Regions from separate parts of the Mus musculus genome. Here all the other regions are linked to region 2. A link is a contact called in public promoter capture Hi-C data. All regions are on one chromosome and are shown on one strand. The core of a region is the stretch at or near the end of the contact, and the rest is flanking DNA. Distances in the headings are between cores, read along the strand shown.

Region 1 (4,849 bases), core at 1,312-3,811, 4.2 Mb before region 2:
GAGTTAAACTAAAAAATAAAATTGTAGCTAATTCCAACTTTTATGCAAGGTTTTTGGTTTCTAAAAACAAAGAAAAAAAGGGAATACTAGATTAGGCCTAATTAAACCTAAGAAGCCTCCTTATTTTGAGGAAAATTAATATTAATTTTTACCACGTTAAGCTACTCACAACTATTCTCTCCAGTAGTGTATTTTTTTTTCATGGCAATTACTGAATTCTCAATGCAAACATAAAATGAGGGCTTGGGGTAGAACTCAGTGGTAAAATACTTGCCTAGCATATGAGGCCCTGGGTTCAAGCTCCAATACTATAAAAAAGTTATTAAACAACTTACAGTAGCTATAAGGGACATATGTATGACAGTGCATGTATGTGTATGCATGCACGATGCACACACATGCATGCACTCACAAATACACACACACACACTCTCCCGAGATATCTAGTTGCTAACAAATATACTTAGGATCACAATTAGACTTCAATTAGTACTTCAACCAACAAAAACTACCTTGACAACTTACATTTGCCTAAGATATACAACCTTTTATTCAGCACCAACACCTGATTCAAAAACTAGTAATATGTCTGTGACTTCTAGGCATATCTGTTTATGCAACTCAAAGAGTAGCTCTCAAAGTACATCAAGAAATACATGTAACATTTTCAAGTCCACGAGTCCTCTTTGAAAACTATTTTCTGAACTCCTTCCTAAAACTTTTCTTAGGAAATACAGCCTACACTGTATGTGTGAAGACAAAGTACCTAGAATGGTGTTCTTCTTCAATGACCTCTGAACTTATCTTGACTTTAGTGGGCAGGACTACAGGATGCAAAGCACAGCAGCACATTACATATGGAGGCTCCACAACCAACAGAAATTATCTTTTCCTTTGTTCTTTTATTAATGCCATCCTAAAACACGTAGAGAAATTTGACCCTTCAAAGGATAGTTTGGGTTCCTTTCATAATCTTTTTCATATAATTTCATCCAGTGGCCTTATTTTATCATCTTATCAATATTTGCAAACTAGTTATAAATCTTAACGTTGCTGATGTCACTTTTATATCACCCAAAGTCTTGGAAGGGTTGGCCATTAGCACGCCTACAACACCAGCACAGACAATAATCATGTTTTTATTACATGAGGGAGCTTGCCTTTGCCCTCCCTTCATCTCCAGTCGTGCCCTTGCCTACCAGCATCACATCCGTCTTGTCTGCATTGAACCTCAACCAGTTGGTTCTTAACCACGTCCGAAACTCAGCCAGGCACTGGGAGAATCGAGCCACCACACCATCTGGATTAAAGGAAAGAAAGCCTCAGTAGCAAAGAGACAGAGACAGTTACCTCAAGCTCACTCAGTCTCACATTTTCAAAAGATGTCCCAGAACCAGGTCAACCGCCCCGTGGGAATTTCAGCAAAATGAAACAAAGATTGAGTCCTGCAATTTATAAGCAATGCTAAAGATTACAAAGAACCCAATAATTACATTTCTGTATTTCACCCATGATTTGAGAAAAGTCTAGTCAATTCCGGGTCATCTCCGTTAAGCGGTCTTAGAAACCTAGCTGGTCTTAAAATTGCCTAAGGTCTTCTGCAAAATTACAAAAATTGAGGTTTAATAGAAAAACTGAAGCCCTCCCCGGGAGTGGGGGAAGAGACTTGCCCAAGGTCACACAACATGCAAGGACCAGAGATGGGAACCAGGCCAGCAAGCATCTACATTACAAGCTAAAAGAATAAGGCCACTCGCGGGGGAGATAGGCACTGGGAGCGGCTGGTTCCCTGCAATGCTGTCTCTGAGTCTCTCGCCCCTCTAGCTCCCTCCGACAACGGCAGGTTGACCCAGGTTGCGCCTATCACCTCAAGGGATGCTCTGCTAAGAGAGCCAACCTCAACTGGCTGGACAGCTAGAGAAATCAGGGGCACAGAGGTGGAGCCACGGGGGAGTGGCCAGGAAGCCACACCCCTGCCGCGGAGCGAGGGCCGACCGAAAAGGGCGGGAGCTGGCCTGCCCGCCCCGCAAACTCACTCCGCAGCGTAATCCCGGCGCGCCGCGGAAGCGGCGAAGATTGGGCGCCGCCGCCGCCACCGCGAAGGCCGAAAGACCGGGGAGGGGCGGGGCGGAAACTACGCATGCGCGCCAGACGGCAGCGCCTCCAAGCCGCCAGCCCTCCCGGTACACTCGGGCAGCCCCGCCCCGGAAGTTAGGAGTCTTCCGGGCGGCGCTCTCCCGTGGGGGGAGGGGAAGTGGGGAAAAGGAGACTGCGAGCGCCCCTGGGGCCCCGGTTCCCGATCGAAGGATGGGTAAGATGGTCTGTGGAGGCTGCACTTACAGCCGCCGCTGCTGCCGCCGCCTCCGCTGCTGCCGCCGCCGCCTGGAGACGCCCCATCCATCCGCCTGCAGCCGGGAGACTCGCAGCCTGGGAGGGGCCTAGGGCCTGGGCCGCCCGCCTCCTCCGAATCGTCGCCCGAGCTTCCTCCAGCTCCACCAACCCTCTACCCTCCCCTCCGCCTCCGCCCTCCTCCTCCACCTCGAGCGGCCAGCCAACCGCGCGGCCGCTTCTTGAGCCAGGCTCCGCGGTCGCCATGGCGCCCGGCAAACATTCCTGAGCTGCTGAGCGGGCAGTTGGGAGTCCGGGCATCGCCGAACCTGCTGGGGAAGGGGGCGCCGAGCCCTGGTCTAAAAAGTCACCACCATGCATAGCTCTCCGACGAGCACCCGCAAGCAGGCCAGCTTCGCCGCGTAAGTTCCGCACTAGATCCGTGTGGCCCGTTCCTCTAGATCCCGGAGAGACAGCCAGCCCTTCGGTTTGGAAAGGGGTTCCCAACGCATTCGATCCCGCGGAGCCCCCCAGGCAGCGCCGGATCCTCTGGCTTGATTCGGTCTGTGTAAAAACTCCCGCTGCCGTGCTAGACCGGAGTTTGTCGAGGACCACCCTGCCTATTTCTTCCAAGCGCTTTTTCTTGTATTCTTTCATTAGGTCTCTCAACTTCCAAGCTGTCTCGTGTTCTGGCTCCTTGGTCTCTGAGCAACCAAAGCTAATTTTAATATGTACGCCAGCAGAGGATTTTTTTTTTTCATCTCTTTCTGCCAGCTTACCTTAAGACTCTTAACTGCTTAGTTCATGCCGCTAAGCTAGGAGAAAGGCCCAAAGATAATGTGGACTCGTGTGGCGTTGAACTTGGAAGTGGTTTGAATTTTCATTAAAATATTCCCCCTTTCATGCTCGAACATTTCAGTGGTTTTGCGGTCTTCCCAGAGCAGCCACATCTTTTCTTCCAACATCCTCTCAGCTAATTCGCCCTTTGAACTTACTGAAAGTTCTGAGGAGAGAGCCTTGCATTTGCCCTTGAGTTAAGTGCTCAGCCTTACATCGCTTCTCCGAAAAAGCGCTTTCCAATAGCTTACAACAGTCGGTTGGCACTTTAGTTGTTAACTAGCCAGTCACCAGCTTTGATCTAAATGACCACTTACTTTACTGAGTTTTGAAATGCTTCAGTTAGCTAATAGGACATTTTTCAATCTTCACTAGGCTCGTGGCTAGTTTCTGCTGTTATGTATCAATGTCTGTTTGTGTTTATAGATCAGGGTCTTTCGCCCTGTGTAGCCCTGGCTGATATGGAACTGGTTTGAAAGTGCTGGGATTAAATAAAGGCTTGGGCCACCTGGCCTGGCCTTCTTTTTCAAAATAGTTTACTAATCTGTCTCCTTCCTAAATATGTGTTGTGGAGGCAGGTGGTTCACTTCGTTGTTGCCTTGTGCCTTTCAAAGTTAAGTATATGCATGATTCACAAGTTTTCTTATCTCTTCAAGATCTCTCTCAAGAAAACAAAACTGAAGCAATTACACCCAGTGTGCTCGAAATTCATCCTCAGCGCTGTAATTTACTGCCCCTTTGTTTCCAGTCCGCAGCCATCCCAGTTCATTAAACTGCAACCCTTGCACTTCCTCGGTATGGGTCCTGCATCTTTACTGCCAAGCATTGAGGGCCACTTCACTTCGTCAAGTAGCTGTGCTCTCCAGACCTAACAGTCATTTCTGCATTGGAATAGCTGGCTGAATCGTCTGCTTGCCAACACCCTCCACATAGTAGTCTGCACAAAACTTCCTTAAGCTTTTCCCTTTCCCTCTGAGCTCCCTTTCTTCCAAGTCCCCACGGGATCTGGCTTTGGATTATGCCCCTTGAGTATGATGTAACATCCCGCAGCACGCACACACACGCACATATACACACACATAGGCCAGGAACGCTATTACGCTTCGAGTTTATCCCCATGAGTATATTATATTCTCCAGGTTTTTTTTTTTCCTTAGTTTTTCAAGACAGGGTTTCTGGAACTCTCTGTAAACCAGGCTGGCTCTAATTCACAGAGATCTTCCTGCCTCTGCCTCCAACCTCTTGGGATTGTGGGTGTGCCCCCCCCCCCCCCAGCTCATATTATGTCCTCTTTTGTTTTGTGCACTGCTGTAGACTCTTACCTAGAATGGAGAACATCTTTAGTACACATTGGTAAACTGAACAAATAAGTAGATACATACACATTTGTAGCTTGTTACTTAAGTTTTTTTCCTTGCTTAATTTCTGTTTTGCCTTTATGGAGATATTAAAGTGAAACTAAATTAAATTTATACAAATTAAGACAAAAATGATATAACACTTATTAATGCAAAACAAACACAAAAGCTACCATGATTTTCATTTCAAAGGGGATAAGATGGTTTACTCTGGGGCTTAGTGTGAGTGACCATGGCCTGGGAACAGGCATTCAGGTTTCCTAAACACCAGGTTCCAGTGTGGTAAATGTCTCATGAGACTTGATAGGAATGACAAATCGTAAGTC
Region 2 (4,312 bases), core at 1,161-3,660:
GTGCTGACCCCTAACCATAAAATTATTGTTGCTACTTCCTGACTGTAATTTTGCTACTGCTATGAATGGTAATTAATGTAACTATCTGATATGCCAGATATGAAATCCCCTGTAAAAAAGGTTGTTTGACACACTACTGGGGGGTCTTGACTCACAGGTGGAGAACCACTGGCTTAAATGCCAATGATACATATATGCATGCATGCAGACACACCCGCACAAACTTCCTTTAAAATTGCTACTAAATTCTTATTACCATAATGTGGGTATACATATGCATATGTATGGGTATGTGTATATGTACATGCATTAAGAGCCATATCTCAAAAATATCCATTTACTAAAATCATTCATACAATAAGAAGCAAAAACTCTGGGCCAGTGAGATGGTCCAGTGGGTCAGGGCGCTTGCTGCTAACCCTACCAACTTGAGCTTAATCCCAGGGACTCAACTTCTCAAGTGTGCCCTCTGAACTTCCTGTGCACACCCATACACACACAAAGTTTGAAAACAATAGGCTTAAGCAAAATTTCATTTTCTATATACAAAAATAGCAACTGAACAATGGTAAAAATCAGGAATGAATAAGAAACCAAAGTAGTAGTGGGGACTACAGTCTACAAGGCCACTTGTAGTCAATGTGAACTACACATACAAAGCTGGAACAGAGGTCGGAAAAACTTGCCCGTCTCATGTGTGCTAAAGATTACAATATACTTTAGTTTTCCAACTATGCTCTGTTTTGAGACAGGGTCTCCCAGTGTAGCCCTGGCTGGCCTGGAACTCAAAAATCTACCTGCCAGCCTCTTCTCCCCAGTGGGAAGTCCTACGGCCAAGCTACACCCAGCTCCAATTGTTTCTAAGCTATGTGACTAGAAGTTTCAAGGTAAAACTTTAAACGGGAGCGGGGGAGGGAGGAAGAGAGATACGGCAATACCTGTGATACTTTATAGAAATTTATTTTTTATTTGGAACATCTAGAAGAAAGATAATCCTTCTATTCCAATATTCCAAAAATATGAACGAGTTTCAAATATAGGTACCCAAGTAGTAAGTAGTTGAGGTACACACAAATTGATTCAAACTCTACCCCTAAACATTTCACCCCAGTTCACTGTACACTGCAGGGAAACCATTTCTGGGAACCAACTCAGGAAAAACTGGACAACTGGCAAAATTTCCCATCTTATCTGCAACTTAAATTTTTGTCTCTTGGCCCCTTAAATGTTCTTGATGAAATGACCTGTTAGGAATGATAAACCAGCCTTCGCAAAACTGTCAGACTTCCCCCAAGCACTAATGACTCCGGAAAGGTGTCTTCCTGGGAGCCAGTGAGAGAAAAGTCATCAGCCAGCTCAAACAGCGGCCGTCATCTCGGCCAGCCACCCAATCTGGGACCCTCTAAACAGCCAGCCAGCACTGATGGTCACCAAGAGCGCGACACTTTCCCGGGTGCCCAATCTTATGTTCTCCACGTCCCTTCTCAGAGCTTTCAGTCAAAAAAGCCTCTCCAGAACTATAACCCAAGCTTCGCACAATGAACTTAGCCCTAAGTCTTCTTGACCAAATGACACCGTGAATCCTCAGTCCCACTACTTTTCAAATCTGTGTACAATGATAGGATTCAACTCTTCTTTCAAGAAAAACGTGAAACAATAAAAACAAACTCTTGGGCGCAGGGTTAAGACACGTGGCGCCGTACACACTTCTGGAGAAACTGTAAGTCAAGAAAATGCGCGGTAAAATTTCGCAAGCCCCGACCCAGGACACTGCGATCACAAACATCTCTTCTCCCGGCCAGCCTCTCCCATTACGAAAGGCGTGGGCAGAGGGGCACTTGGGTCCTGGGTGTGCCACCCCGGGGGTCGCCGCGCCCGCCGGCAGTCCCTCGCAGCGCAGCCCGAGCCTAAGGGGCCCTCCCCACCGTCAGCACCTGCCGCGCAGCCCCGGGCCCTGAACCCCGGGCGCTCCTTACCCGGTCATGGCCCTTCGCGAGTCCGCGGCGCCGCCGCCGGGGAGACCAGCCGGGCAGAGTGCGGGCGCGACAGGTGAGCCCGGCCGCCGTCCCGGGAGAGGGATCGCTGGTGGGCGCCTCCCGCGGGGGAGTGACCATTCGTCCGCGGAGCGGGAGCCGGGCCGCCGCTCGGTCCTGCCCGCCGCGGCACCACTACATCCCCGGCGCAGCCCGGCCGGGAAGGCTACGGGCGCACAGCGGTGGCGGCGCTCCCGAGCCGCAGGGTCCCCGCACGGCCGCCGAGGGGGAACTTGGCGCGTTTTCCTCAGTCTCAGGACCCCCGCGAGTGAACCCCCGCCCGCGCCAGCGTCGCGGCTGGAGGTGGCGTCCACGGAAAGTGCCGGTTCTCCTCTCCACGTTGCAGAGGCGCGAAAGGCGCGAGCCGCCGCGCGACCGCCCCTCGCCCCCGGCACGCTCGGCTCCGGAACCAGCTGGAACGGTAGTTCCTCCCGGGGCCTAACGGGTTCTGCAGTTTAAACAGCGCAGGCAGCGGCACGGGCAGCTCGCGCGGGTCCTCGCAGAGGCGCGCGCTGCGCAGGAGGCCGGGCTGGCGCGCAGGAGGCTCACTCGCTCGCTCACGCCCTCTTTTTTTTTTTTTTTTTTTTTTTTTTTAATTCTTTTTAAACATTAGCACTCGCGAGTTGAAGGGGAGGGAGCTTACGGGTCGGGAGATGGGACAGGGAGTGACTGGGACAAGCCCCTTCCTCAGGTGCTCAAATGCGCCAATCCAGGCTGAACAATTTCCAAAACCTCATTCCTCCGCCCCACCAGGAAGAGCCAATCAAAAAGTACCTATACGAATAAAACAATTAGCCGGCAGAGAAGACAGTCTGACCAATAAAAAAAGTACAAGGAACGAGGCCCAGCCAATCCCGGGAGAGCATACGGCGCCCTGGAGCGGCTCTTTGCAAGCTCATTGGCGCTCCAGTGCGCGCTTTCTCTGCCGAGGTTAGGGTTCCGCTTTCCGTTTTGTTAGCATGGGGAGGTGGCGAGCCCGGAGGGTGTGGCTTCTGGGCCGAGGCCCCGGTGCAGGCCCGCCTCTTTCTTTCTTTTTTTTTTTTTTTCTTCCCCCTCCTGGCGTGCCCTCTCCGGAAGGGTTACCAAAGACGCTCGGAAAATGGCTGATGCGCTTTGCTAGCTGCTCGGCGCCCGCTGGGCGTCCAGTTTACCGAGGAAGCCGCGGTCCACCCTATCTCAAGTTGTGCGTTAAGAATGAGCACTGCCTTAGCTAGACAGTGCACAGCCGAACGCCTTGGAGCCTCGGGTCCTTCTCCCCTCTCGCAGGCTGCACAAGGGTTTTAGTTCTCAGGCTGGTCTCGCGGCTGGAGCTTCAACGGGTTCTGGCGCGAGCCGGTACCGAATGACCCACAGGCAGCCGCACAGCCTCACCCGGTTTGGGCTTGGTTCTGTATGCTCTGTCTTTTGTGAGATGATCTCACAGTGCGGTACTACAGCTGATGAGAACTCAGTACAAATCCGTTCAAGTGGGGTTTTTTTGTTGTTTTTTAAATGTCCACTGTGTGCGTTGCCCTGTTTAATGCCCATCGTGAGTTGGTCTGTTGAATGGCCACGGTGTGTGTTGCTCGGTTTAGTACCCACTGTGTGCGTTGCCCTGTTTAGTGCCCTCCGTGTGTGTTGCCCTGTTTAATGCCCTGTTGAACTATTTTCAGCATGGTAGGGATAACAAGCGAAGGGAATGTACTCCATGATCTACAGTCTACTGAAGACCGAAATTAAACTGGTGATTTGAAATAGTGTAAATGGTAGATTTTTTTTAAAAAGGTAACCGTTTGGTCGTTTCGATGGGATAATGAAGACTGACGTTTCAGCAGACAGTTCCAGGAAGTGTACTTTGAATGGCATGGAGGGGAGGTCCATTTGTGGGAGAAGATGAGCTGCACATCACACGTGTCCATAGCACCGGGAGCTTTAGAAGCTTGGTGTTGGAAATGAGGACAGGATGCTTGGATAATAGGGAGTCTAAGTACGACGGTAGGAACTGTAGTGAAATGGGCGTATGTGGGAACAAGCAGGATGCACAACTTTCCAGGGTCAGCTGGCAGCCTGAGGAGTTCCTGTCAACTTTTAGGGACCTTCGCCCGGTCCAAACTGGGATTCGTGGCTTAATTCCAGAAACTCATTTTCAGACTTGCCAGTTTGTGAAGCAGATTTGGAGTTTAAAGATACTTTACTGTAGGGGCAGGGAAAGATAAACTACGAAAACATGGCTGTAGTGGAAGGATCCCAGAGAGACCAGTCCAAGAATGGGCACAAACTCAAGGGACAATCGAAACTTA
Region 3 (4,533 bases), core at 1,480-3,979, 4.3 Mb after region 2:
AAAACATTGTTCTTTTAAAATACTCTGCAATTTGACTTGAAGTATAGTACACTGCTAAATTAAAACCACCTTAAAATTGAGATCCTTCTGACTTCCTGTACTTTCCCCTACTCCCAATGCAGGAAGAGACTTTCAGCAAAGTTACCTTTCAACCTGACCAGAGCAGCCAAGAGGAACGGAAAGCCTGAATCTTTCTACTGAAAAATCTCATTAACCAGAGAAGACTAAACTCACACTGCAGGACAAAAGCTCAGAGTCTGTCAGCAACTGGACATATTTTTGTCACAAACGGCTGTCCCTTAGAGAATAACCCACAAACTGAGGTTTGTTCTTTGAGTCAGCCAAAGTTTGTCCCAGCATTGTATGCTTTTCAAACTTACTTTTTACAAAAACTGCTTACAGCCACTTAATATTTTCCGTAACTCCAAATTTCTTTTCCCTTTAGACATGAAGAGGGTTGGAAATACAGCGTAGTAGTGTATGCTTACCATGTTCATGTGAACCCTTGGTTCTACTTCTAGAATGATAAAAGCTCAACACACCTACAGACATGAGGTATATCAGCATCTATCATGTGTGACCAACATATGCCCATGGGCCACTGGATAGCTGACAATGTGTCCCAATCAACTGCTCTCATAGCCAAGGCCAATGTGAGACTGTTTAATAAAACTTACCTGGGTTGTTGAGATGTCTGAGTGGGTAAAGCTGCTTGCCACCCCACCAAGCCTGAGGACATGAGTTATAACCTCAGGAATGATGTAGTAGAAAAAGAGAACCTCTTTTTGTAAGTTTGTCCTTTGGCCTCTCTGTATGTATATCCTGGTGCATGCACAAACACACACACTCACGTACAAATATACACACAAAGAGACTAAACATAATAAAAACTAAAAGGAAAACAAAAACAAAGCAACAGCAACTATAAAAACATTGAAAAAAGAGTGAAATGTCCTAAGAAAATTTAATCTTGCAGAAATGATTGCTATACAAATATGTCACGACACCATGAACACTAAAGAGGCAATAATAAAACTGTATTAGTCTAAAGAGGAACTAGGAGGGTCCAGAAGATATACAGTATTGAACTGTGACAGATGGAGAAAAGATTACAGACTAATTGTGTGTGTATGTGTGTGTGCTTGTTGAGGGGTATGTGTATATGTGTGTGGTGTGTGTGATGTATGTAAATGGGTGTGTGGTATGTTAATTCGGGTGAGACATTTGTGGTGTATGGTCTGTTTGTGTGTGGGGGTGGGTGGGTGGTGTGTTTTCTTAAGATAGGAATTCTTCCTGTAGCCAGAATGACCTAGACCTCATTAGATAGGCTATGCTTCATTCTCATGATCCTCCTGCATCAGCCTCTCATAGCACTAGTTTTTGTTTGTTTTAGGAATCTAGAAACAACAACTTCAAACATGGTATGTTCAGAGAAAGATGGCAAATTCAATATGGCTGAGGCAGACACACACCTAAGGGAAAAGACCTTAGCAAAATAAATTAGGGAAATGGGGAAGGCCTTATACAACAGTGTATTCTCAAGAACGAAAAGCTGTTGGGGCTGGAGAGATTACTCAGTGGTTAAGAGCACTGGCTGCTCTTCCAGAGGTCCTGAATTCAATTTCCAGAAACCACATGGTGGTTCACAACCATCTGGAATGGGCACCCGATGCCACTTTCTGGTGTGTCTGAAGGCAGCGACAGTATACCTACATTCATGAAATAAATCGACATAAAAAAATAAATAACGAAAAGCTATTGGGGTTACCGAACAAAGTGGAATAATACATTTCAGAGCTAAAGTCAAGAGAAACACACACACACACAGAGGAATAGTGATTTCAAGCCTAGAATGAAAGTTTTAAGAAGAGTGAAGAAAAACACACAAATTGGATTTGGCAACTTAACAAAGGTTTGTGGTGTGATGGATGCCGTGCTACAATACGGAAAGCTAACTTTACTACAATGTAGACTGACAATCTCAATGCAATGTAGTGAGACTCCTACCTACACCATCGGGGTTTGGCTAAAAATATATATTCTCACCTGTAATTTCAGAGTTCAGAGACTGGAGCAAGGAACCACGAGTTTTAGGCTAGCCCGAGCTACCGTAAGACCTTTTAAATAATTAAAGGCATTTTCTGCTTCACCTTAGACCTTCTGCGCCAAACCTCGGGCAAACAGTGGTCACGTTAGGGGAGAATGGGCACCCGATCATTCTGCAAAATCTGGTATTATAGGGGGTAGCTTGAGGTGAAGGCAAGTTCATTAAAAGTTCCCACTTTGGCTTCAGATTCAGTCATCTTAAATGAAAAAAAAAACAATTAACTGATGAAAATCTTGGGAGACTCTCCAGAATCAAGCAGAAAATGGGCAAACAAATCGTGGCGTAAGGCAAACAAGCAATTTTGCTCTACTACTCAGAGTAGTCAAACGAGCACCTAGATTTAAAACATCCGGATTCAGCGCGCCGGCGAGTCACTCGGGACGCTCGGCATTGTGGGATTTGTAGTTCCGATTTACCCTCCTCCAACTACTACAGATTTTCGGTTGTTCTCTGAAATGGACCGGGTTCCGACCGGACCCAGACCTCCGGCGCCTACGCAGAATTTCCTGATCTCACCGTCCCTTCTTCGGCCGGCGATCCAGGGCGCAGAAGGATAGAGGGCCCGGTCCGTGATGCTCAGCAGCCCGACGCACACACTCTGCGTCACCGCGGGCCGCGGCGGATGATGAATTCCGGCGTGTGTGTTAGGGTTGCTGTGTCACTCAGGCGGCTCGGCGCGCCCCTTCCCCCGCGGTCCTTCCGCACCGGCTGACTGGCTCTTCCGGTCTCCGGCGCCCCTCTCCTGCAGGCGGGTCTCGGGCCGCAGCCTGGCGCACGCCGGCTCGGGCCTGTGGACGAGTCTCGCGCTGTGCCCGGGGGCCGGGCTCCGGATCCACGCTGGCCATGGCGAGCGGCGCCTCCAGATACCGGCTGAGCTGCTCGCTCCCGGGCCACGAACTGGACGTGAGGGGCCTGGTGTGCTGCCTCTACCCGCCGGGAGCCTTTGTGTCTGTGTCCCGGGATCGGACCACCCGCCTCTGGGCTCCAGACAGGTGAGCGCTGCTAGTCCCGCCGCCCGCGGGTGGACCACAGGCTTGCAGACACGTGGGAGGAGTGACCCTCCTTCCCTGCCCTGAATCTCTCCCTCTTCCTGGTGTCCGCGCTGCTCCTGCCTCCCTGCCGAGTCCCGAGCTTTGGCTTTTCGGGCGCTGTCTGTGAAACCGACAAGATTTCGGGGGAATGAGTATGGATAGGATTGGAGGACCTGGCTGGCTGTCCTAACTTGACCACTAACGGGCGACTTGACCTTGGACGAGCATCTTAAAACACCTTAAGGGCCTTCAGCTTTGGCAGATAACCCCTTAGGTTTCTTTTAGTCTTTAGTATTTATTGCTGCTTGCGCCCTCCCAGTTTCGGCTCGATGAAAACTTCTGGCTTGCCCCTCGGGCTCCGATCTTAGGAGTTGCTCTGTAGTCATCCCTCAGATTTAAATTTTTGAAGACTATAATTCTCAGTAATTGCTTTACAGAGAATTACACATGGTGTCCTCTCTTGGTTGTCCAAGTTATAGTCTGTTTGGGGAGGAGAGGATGAACCTCCTCAAATGTTATCGTTGTGTAGGAATGTTCTGTTTTTTCGAGGAGGAAAAATTATCATTGCTTTGAAGTTCTGCCTTCAATTCCCCCCCACCCACCCACCCACCCACCCACACACACTCCACCACCACCAAAAATAAATAAATAAATAAAATAACCAAAAAGTTAAAATCCAGCCCAAATCAATATCAGAGGTTGCGTTTAAAGCCCTGATTAGTCGAAAATTTTATGACAGCAAACAGGCTAGTGATTTTGGGAAGGTAAATTGAATTTAGATGATGAGATACATATATATGTATTTCCTGGGGAGAAAGACATCACTGACAGGAGGACAGGTGCTCTCTGTTTACAGAACTTTATTATATTCTCTCGTGAGAATATAGAGTTAGACCGGAAAGATATTAGTAGGAACCTTTTTTTTTTCTTGGAGGTGTTTCTCCTGTGTGTGTGTTGAAGCGGATATCTCTTATTAGATTGAGTAAGCTGATCTTGAAGGGTGGACTGGGGGAACTTTAAAGTGGAAAAACTGTAGTTGGAGAGCTACGTTCCAGAGAGGCAGAAGACATAGTATGCCGTGAGTGCAGGTCCTGAAGGCTAGCAGAAGCCAGGTTGTAGTGTTTATATGGAAAAACACTTGAATTGGGGACTGGAGAGTTGTCTCAGCCGTTAAGAGCACTGACTGCTCTTCCAAAGGTCCTGAGTTCAAATCCCAGCAAACCACAAGGTGGCTCACAACCATCCGTAATGAGATCTGATGCCCTCTTCTGGGCTGTCTGAGGATAGCTACAGGGTACTTACATATAATAAATAAATAAATCTTAAAAAAAAAGAATAAAGAAAAGTCTAAAGGCAAAGCATGGAAGTAGATTTGTTTGATGGCTTTTGCAGTGC

What was found. Promoter capture Hi-C pulls out the DNA fragments that hold promoters and counts their contacts.
Region 1: a contact with region 2 is called in a promoter capture Hi-C map of pre-B cells. The contact joins the promoter of Wdr78 here to the promoter of Usp1 in region 2. A contact is called at or near these places in 1 of 39 promoter capture datasets (pre-B cells) and 1 of 484 Hi-C or Micro-C datasets (CD4 T cells).
Region 3: a contact with region 2 is called in a promoter capture Hi-C map of pre-B cells. The contact joins the promoter of Plaa here to the promoter of Usp1 in region 2.

Annotation. Positions count from the first base shown.
Region 1 is chr4:103,112,011-103,116,859 of GRCm38.p6, reverse strand. It overlaps Wdr78 (WD repeat domain 78), which reads left to right and starts at 2,561. Exons shown (of 17, transcript NM_146254.4): 1 at 2,561-2,750. The coding sequence starts at 2,704. It also overlaps a transcript of Mier1 not described here.
Region 2 is chr4:98,921,908-98,926,219 of GRCm38.p6, reverse strand. Usp1 (ubiquitin specific peptidase 1) reads right to left here and starts at 2,410. Exons shown (of 9, transcript NM_001301414.1): 1 at 1,977-2,410.
Region 3 is chr4:94,601,443-94,605,975 of GRCm38.p6, reverse strand. It overlaps Plaa (phospholipase A2, activating protein), which reads left to right and starts at 2,729. Exons shown (of 14, transcript NM_172695.2): 1 at 2,729-3,099. The coding sequence starts at 2,951. It also overlaps a transcript of Ift74 not described here.